Regions from separate parts of the Mus musculus genome. Here all the other regions are linked to region 3. Evidence: chromatin contacts called from public HiChIP or PLAC-seq data. All regions are on one chromosome and are shown on one strand. The core of a region is the stretch at or near the end of the contact, and the rest is flanking DNA. Distances in the headings are between cores, read along the strand shown.

Region 1 (2,700 bases), core at 63-2,562, 510 kb before region 3:
TGCCTTGAGTACAAAGGGGTTTGAGCTGACAGATGTAAAAACCATTCACAAGTCCTTACTCAAGCCGTGCCATGCCCAGAGCTAGCCAACGAGGGAAACAAGAGGACTGACCAAGGCGGTCCCCAGAAAAGTGTGCCCCAAGTTCCTCTAAAGTCCTTCTGCCTAAAGATAAATGAAGTCATAAACCACCATTCCTATTTTCCTGGCTCTTGGTTTCAAACATAAACTCCAGGACCTCAGAGCTGACCTTAACATGTGGTTCCTTACAAAAATGACTTTTGTCTTCTTTGTGTAGCCCTTCTCAATGAAAGCTTCAGGTATGGTATAGTAATTATAACAGAAACCAAGAGATATAGAACACCTCTTGCAGGGCAGAATGCTAAGTCCTTCACAGGCAAAACTACAACAAATTCTGGAAACCACCAAAAGGTTCAGAATATCCACCCTCACTCAGCAGACATACAAAAGCAAGATCCCAAACGTTGAAGTGACGGGCCCCAACACCACAGATACTAGGAGAGGATGTCTGCTCACAGAGTCAAAGTCCTTTAACAAACCATCATCCTCATGGGCAAGCCTGTCTCCATCATGAAAATCGGGTCATTCATGGAGATCCTTGTTGGATGCACAAAGTGTCCTCAGTTGTGTTGGATCCCAGTGGGAATCAAAACATGACTCTGAATGACTCATTCAATCCCTGTGACATAAATCAGATTATCATGAGCAATGGAAAAATTTCAAATGAGCTTGGAGGCTAGTGGCTCACCCCAAATCCTAAAGATGCCATTTAAACAGTGGTTAATAGACATAGAGCTGTCTGCTGGGCAGAAAGACCATTGATATGCGATAAATAATGGCCCCAATGTGAGTGAAAGTGAGCCCATAAATCCTCACTTGCTTATTAAGGAAGGTATCCTTTGGACCCACATTTATTATATATAACTACTTATAGATGCATTATCAACATATTTTTTCTTAAATACCATGCGGGGGCTGCTGTTCCCTCCTGGCGCAGAAAAATTAAGTCATAGAGAGATGAATTAAGATTCTGTTTAACTTCCTGATGTGGAAGCGAACACTCCCCAGCTGGAAGGGAACTTTGAGATCAACCAACTGTCTAGCTCTTTCAATCTGCAATCGAGAAAACTTCTAGTTTTAGGCATACTAGGCTTTCAGGGAACTTGAAATTCAAACTCACTGGTGACACTCAGACATGCTTAATTTACTCTTAGCATTGGCAGCTCTAATCAATGCACGAGTCTTCTGCTCAATGCCAACAACTGATCAGCCTTCCTGACGAACATGGACACAGAATCCTAATTCATGCTGATTCAAGCTGCAGGGCTTTGCTGATGAGTCACTCCTGGACTTGGGCCGTTACTGCCTATACTGCCAAACATGCTGATTAATTTTCACCGGCAGCCAGACCACAGATGGGCTGGGCTTTCACAGAGAGATTCTGGTTTGTTTGGGGAAGAACATCTGGCTTGTGCATATCGACCATATGTGAGCAGAATACATGTGGTCCAGCATGAGGAAGGACCCGTTGATAAATCTGGTAGGATTCCAGACAGAATAGAAACCTCTTATGTCTTCTATGGAAGCTACTAATATAACATGGCATCCAGCCAGAGAGGAGAAATGGCTGAGAGGATTGCATGAGTGAAGACCACCTGGTAGACCATTCTCAAAGCCTTGTGGTGCTGGGGAAGTAGGTAGAGGCCCTTGAGCTTCAGCGGGGAAAGCACAGATGTTGTGGTGGGAAACAGCACCCTGTGCCGGGGTGTTGAGAGCATGGACCGAATCCTTGAGAACACCAGGAGCTGCTGTAGAACCATAGGAAAGAGCACAGAGAGAGCAGAGGGGCATGGGATGGCAGAAGTGATGCTTCTCCTGGCACTTCACCTCAGGAACATTCAACCAGAATAGCAAGAATCGTGAGAAAGAGAGAGAAACTCGACCCCAAAGCCTGCATTTAGAATACAAAGTGACTACCTTTCCTCTAATTCGGGTTTCCAGGGTAAAAGGCGGATGCTTGAGAGTGAACTTGAGAAGTTCAGCTACAGAAAAGATGGGCTCTGTCTTCACCCATCTGAGCTTCGAGATTGGGACGTTTTCTGCAGCACAGAATGAGCAAGCTTAATGCTATGAGCTGCTTACTGCTCAGTGGCTCTTGATGCTGTGTCTCCGCTGCTGTGGATCACTGAGTGTGAGCACCTGGAGGCAGAGGCAGCATCTTTGATTTTCTTATCTCTGTGGTTTTCGCAGAACTGCTCAGCATACATTTGTCAAAGAAGCGACTCAGAATCTAACTGTATCAGTGTCACCGTTCATGCCATCAGGTGTCAAAGGGGATGTTTCCCTTATTGCAGATGACCGAGTAACTTGTGAAAGATACTCCCTCCCCAACAAAATAAACCCTTCTTGCTCTAGATTGACTTTCTTGGGTTTTTAACTACAGAGATGGAAAGTCACTAATATACTGTGACTCATTCCTCACCTTCCACCACTTGTATACACACACACACACACACACACACACACACAATAAAATTTAAAATAAAATATTTTATTAGGTATTTTCCTCATTTACATTTCCAATGCTATCCCAAAAGTCCCCCATACCCCCCCACTCCCCTACCCACCCACTCCCACATTTTGGCCATGGCATTTCCCTGTACTGGGGCATATAAAGTTTGC
Region 2 (2,700 bases), core at 55-2,554, 630 kb after region 3:
CAGGTCCATAACATTATTTGTAAGAGTATTTTATTCTCAGCTAGCAGGGGTGAAGGCCTTTAGATTTCTTCCCATTCCTGTGTTGGCTCCTCTAGCTCTTCCCCCTCCAACTCTTCCCCCTCCTTTTGGTGAGACAGTTTTACTATGTAGCCCTGGATATTTTGGAACTCACTGTGTAGACCATGAGATCTGCTTGCCCCTGCCTCCTAAGTGCTGGGATTAAAGGGGTGTGCTAACATATCCATCTTCTCCCTTTTTATCCTGCTTCAGGGACGGCCCACTTCCCAGTTCATGGATAGTACAACTCCCTTCCCTGACATACGCAACTTTTCTTTTTTCAAGACATGGTTTTATGCGGCTCAGGTTGGTTTCCAATTCACTGTGTAGGTGGGGACGGCCTTGAACTCCTATACTCTTACCCCTACTCTCCCTGTGCTAGGTTTACAGGCAAGCACTACATGCTCTTCTGAAGGTGCCATTAGTCTGTTTCCTAGGCTGTCCTAACAAGGGGCCTCTTTTTATGAGGCTGTTAATCCCAAACTGGAGTTTCTAGGACCAAAAGCCTGGGCTCTCACAACCCCTTCCCACAAAGGGACATCTACTTGTCCCAGTTAAAGGGACAAGTGATTGTAAAAAGCAGAGACGGGAGATTTATTCAACATGCCCACCCTGGGAAGAGGAGCGGTTAAAAGAGGTACAGGAACTTATGTTTGCTTTGGGGATACTGATGTGAACATTTAAGTTTAAGTAGAGAAAGAACTGGGGCAGAGGACAAGAGACATTTATTATCAAGCAGGCCTGTTGAAAGTGGACTCTGATTGGTCTTTGACTCCACTGTATTTCTACATAAGGATCCGTCTTAACCCCAGGCCTCGATTACTTATGCTTCTCAATGTGGCTTCACTGTCATCGGATAATTGCTGTATGAGGTGGCTGGAGAGAGATCAGGGACAGTAATTTACCTCTGTGCCTTCAGCCAAAGTAAAGAAGAGAGACACAGGATGAAAGCAGACATGCCAGGCTCGCATCCTGTGTCTGGCTACTCTGTGGGCCAAGTGAAGAGACCATGCGTTTTAGGAAAAGCAGCCTCTCAGTGCCTGTCTCCCTCCCTCCCAGGCTCTAATCAAATAACCCAATCACTTTCCTCCCAGGCTCTACTCAAATAATCCAATCACTTTCTGAAGGACTCGCCCCTTGATGCCATCGCCATCTGGGCTAGGGTTTCAACCAAAGAATTTGGTGTGAACAGAGACACTTAAACACAGCGTGTAATTACCTTTTGTGTGTGCAAGAACACTCACGCTCTCAGCAGCTCTCAAGCATGAGTACTGCCTTTATTCTGGGCCAGCCTTCCTCACTCACTGTTTGTATATGAGATTCCATTGGTTCTGGAGAACAGCCTGGTGGTGTAGCTGGTGTTCTTAGCAGTTTAAGGTGGAAACTGCAGTCTGAAGAAGGAACGTCTTATTTGCACTTACAAGGTCAGAGCCAGTCCTTGGCTGAGCCAACCCGCCAATCAGTTCCCCTGTGGCTGAACCTCAGCAACTCACTCCAGGAGGTGACTTTCTAAGAGGATGGTGGAGGAAATGGTCTTTTCTCATCTACAAAGATGAGAAATTCCCAACAAGCTCAAACCAATCAAGGCAGCAGATGGGTCTCAATAGTCACACCCTGATTCATAGCACTCCACAAATTAATCACATGATTTTTTTAGTGACTAATGACTCACAGCAGGGGCTGCTTTGTGACCATCTACTCTATCAGAGACCCTCTGAGTCAGCCCAAGGGCCAGGGTACAGTCACTGCAGTAGCTCCTTAGCCAGGGGCTGACTGTATTAGTTACCTTTCTGTTACTGTGATAAAACAAGGCCAAGGCAACTTAGAGAAGGAAAGGTTTATTTTGAAGTCTTATGGTTCCAGAGTTTATGGCAACTGGAGCTGGAAACTGAGCGCTCACATCTCAAACTTGTGTGCAGGAAACAGAAAGATTTAACTCAACATGGTACCAAGTCATCAAGGTTTTAACACCTGCCCTCAGTGACACTTCCTCACGTAAGGCCACACCCCTAAGCCTCCTTAAACTGGGGACCAAGCATTCAATGCTGGAAATACGAGGGATATATTATTCAAACCAGCAACTGCTTTACTTCGTGATCTTGTTTGGGTGGTGGTGGGTGGTGTTTTGAGCCTGGGTCTCATGTAGCACAGGGTAGCCTGGAACTAGGTATGTAGCCAAGGCTGACCTTGAGTTTCTGAACCTCCTGTCTCTACCTCCATAGTTCTGAGATTAAAGTATGCTCAGTTTTATGAGGTGCTGGGGATCAAGCTCTGAGCCTCCTACATAGAAGGCAAACACTACCTATTGCGCTCCGCTAGACTTGTGCTATCATCATTTGGGTGACTTAGTCTCCCCTATTCTGTGACTGAAAATACTGAGGTCCAGAGAGGTATCTAGTTTATGAGACAACTAAGAGGAAGCACCAGGGTCTGAGCCTAGGACTCTGGTTCCAGAGCCGACATTCATCATGACCATCGGTGAAAGAAATACTTCCCATTATGCAATGTAATTACTGCAAAGAAATGAGCCATGTGAGCAGAGATATGCTTAGCTTAATTTGAACATTATGCATTACATATGAACAGATAGATACCAAAGTGACACGAGATAACCTATAAATATGTATAATTTCTATATGCAAA
Region 3 (2,700 bases), core at 137-2,636:
CTTAAGCAATAAATAAACAAAATACAACACAGGGGCTGGGAATGTAACTCAGCAGTAACCTTTCATGTATGAAGCCCTGGGTTCCAGCCTTAATATGCGCACACACACACACACACACACACACACACACACACACACACACACAGCATTTTTACGCTATATAATAAATATAGTTTGTGAGCTCTAGCACAAATTCTATGCTATTTGCTCTCTCTTTTTTCAGCATTTAAAAATTACATCATTTGTTATATTTTATATGTGTCTGGGATACACATGTGTGAAGGTTAGAGAGCAGGTTGCTGGAGTTGGTTCTCATCTTCTGACATTTGGGACCTGGGAATGGACTTCCCGTCCTCAGGCTAGGCAGCAAGCACTTTTACCTGATGAGCCATCTCACCTGCAGGCTGGCCTAGAACTTGGAGATCTGCCTGCCTCTGCCTCCCAAGTGCTGAAATTAAAGGTGTGCGCTACCACTGCCTGGCCTATTTACTTTCTTAAATCTACTGTTTGATTGATGTAGGAATGGAATCCAGGGCCTCACTCATACTAAGACTCTAACACTGAGCTGAACCCAGTCTCTTATTTTTATCTTTTTTTTTTTTTAACCCACAAAAGTTCCTTACATTTTTAAGATATTTGGAAAGGAAAGTTCCTGGAGTTTTCCTTTTCTTTTGAAAAGCCCTGAATTCAGGACTTGAACACAAACCAAGCCCAACTCACTTACTCATCATGACTTTCTTGGAGGCCTTCCAAATGCCTGACCAGGATATCCAGCCATCCTGTGAACAAAACAGAAAGAAGCATTCCCTTTTGCTTTTTAAACCCTTCATCTGGCCCAGGATTAGCCCCAACTACACACTAAGAACTGTGGAAATTCATCCTCAAACAGGAGACTCATGTCTAAGGGTCTAAGGGTGATGACTTCAATTCTTGTTTTTAAGGGTGATTTTTAAAACACAACAAATTCATTCCATAGATGTGTGTAGATGAGAGAGAGAGAGAGAGAGAGAGAGAGAGAGAGAGAGAGAGAGAGAGGAGGGGAGGGGAGGGGAGGGGAGGGGAGGGGAGGGGAGGGGAGGGGAGGGGAGGGGAGGGGAGGGGAGGGGAGGGGAGGGGAGGGGAGGGGAGGGGAGAGGAGAGGCGGAAGAAGGGAGTGGTGGTGATAAAACCGAGCAGCTTTCTTGTTCTTTTCCAAGCTAGGAAGCCTTTGTCACAGGTCAGGCTGCCTCAGTAAGGGCTATTTTTATAGTGGTTTTCAAGTTGGTACAGGAGGAATTTGGCTGGGAAACCTCATGACACATTTGAAACCTCCACCCAGGCTGCCTCAGCCTGCAGCAGAGGCCAAGTTCCAGTGAATCAGGGCACAAGACGTGCTGTGGCTGGTCACCTTTGTGTTCTCCAAACAAATAAAGAGCACTCATGTGACGTTGTGTGCGCTTATAAAGTGGAGAACATGAAGTGTGGAGAGGTGATTTCCCCTGGCTGCCCTTTGCTACCCAAAGATACTCTCCCTGCCCTCCCCCCTGCCTTCTCCTCTTTCTCCTCCTCTTCTTTCTCCTCCTCCTGCTCTTCCTGCTCCTCCTCCTCCTCTTCTTTCTCCTCCTCCTCCTCTCTCTCCTCCTCCTCGTCCTTCTCCCCCTCTCTCCTCTCCTCTCCTTTCTTTTTGAGAGTATTTCCTGCACAGCCCAAGCTGGCCTTGTCTCAGCCTCCCAAGTGCTAGACTTGCAGGCAGGCACTACTCTATGTGGATAACATATAGACTCTAATGAAATTAGCATCAAGATGTATGTGAGATGCAAATTATTTAACTAAAGTCTTTTGGCAGCTCCTCCTATTTGCTGTTCACACAGCTATCACCCAATGTTTTTCCAAGGTACCCTGTGTATTTCTCTTTCTCTAGCTTGTATGTCTGCAAGCCCAGCTTTAGCCCAAGGCTGTCCATGTGTGCAAGCACACTCAAGCAATCTTTATTTCTGGTGAGGGTGCAGGGAGAGGTCAGAGGTGAACTTTTCTCCTTCCACATGTGGGCCCCAGGGCCTATCGGCCTGTCCTGCGGTGCCTTGTCCTCACCAGCTCCAGCATTCTTAAGCAGCTCTTGGAAGGGGAGAATGTACAGCACCAGAAGAAGAGAGAGAAAGAGTGTAGCAGAGCGGAAGTCAAAAGGTGAGGAAGTAGAGGAGAGTGTGGGTGATAGGATAATAGCACTGGGTAACATTTCCTTGGATTCACCACTTACAGTGAGATGCTGTCGCTTTATAGGCAATTTATTGTCTGCTGACTCCTCAAAGTCACTCTGTCTGTTCCTACTTTCTGAATAGAGGCTTACAGAGGGTGAAACTTCCCCAGGTGATAGCTAGACTTAACTCACATAACTATAATTTCTTCTTGTATCTTTTTAAATTGAGCCAGACATAATGGCTTACACCTTTAATTCCAACACTCAGGAGCAGAGGCAAGCAGATTTCTGTGAATCCAGGACCAGCCTGGTCTACAGATCGAGTTCCAAGACAGCCAAGGATACAGATGAAAACCCTGGCTCAATAAATAAACAAGCAAGCAAACCATGAAATCTATTTAAAGATCAAGACGGGGGGGGGGGGGGGGGGGGGCTAGAGAGATGGCTCAGCAGTTAAGAGCACTGAGTGCTCTTCCAGAGGTCCTGAGTTCAATTCCTTGCAACCACATGGTGGCTCACAAACA

The links. HiChIP or PLAC-seq counts read pairs in DNA pulled down with a chosen protein or histone mark.
Region 1: a FOXA1 HiChIP or PLAC-seq map of pancreatic cancer cells shows a contact between it and region 3. The contact joins two enhancer-like sites. A contact is called at or near these places in 1 of 39 promoter capture datasets (liver) and 1 of 115 datasets of contacts at active chromatin or transcription factors (pancreatic cancer cells).
Region 2: a contact with region 3 is called in a FOXA1 HiChIP or PLAC-seq map of pancreatic cancer cells. The contact joins two enhancer-like sites. A contact is called at or near these places in 1 of 484 Hi-C or Micro-C datasets (embryonic stem cells) and 3 of 115 datasets of contacts at active chromatin or transcription factors (bone marrow-derived macrophages, embryonic stem cells and pancreatic cancer cells).

The regions. Positions count from the first base shown.
Region 1 is chr7:117,738,494-117,741,193 of GRCm38.p6, forward strand. All of the region lies in intron 2 of Gm34762 (a long non-coding RNA gene), which reads right to left. Among named protein-coding and RNA genes, the nearest start is that of Gm34762, 19 kb to the right of the region's middle. Within about 2 kb of position 1,313, at least 44 of the 459 cell types and tissues checked have an H3K27ac peak or open chromatin away from gene starts, as enhancers often do. A contact at or near this core is called in pancreatic cancer cells, where this site is marked.
Region 2 is chr7:118,886,172-118,888,871 of GRCm38.p6, forward strand. All of the region lies in intron 4 of Iqck (IQ motif containing K), which reads left to right. Among named protein-coding and RNA genes, the nearest start is that of Knop1, 32 kb to the left of the region's middle. Within about 2 kb of position 1,305, at least 29 of the 459 cell types and tissues checked have an H3K27ac peak or open chromatin away from gene starts, as enhancers often do. A contact at or near this core is called in pancreatic cancer cells, where this site is marked.
Region 3 is chr7:118,251,190-118,253,889 of GRCm38.p6, forward strand. No RefSeq gene overlaps it. Among named protein-coding and RNA genes, the nearest start is that of Gm34999, 7.4 kb to the right of the region's middle. Within about 2 kb of position 1,387, at least 141 of the 459 cell types and tissues checked have an H3K27ac peak or open chromatin away from gene starts, as enhancers often do. A contact at or near this core is called in pancreatic cancer cells, where this site is marked.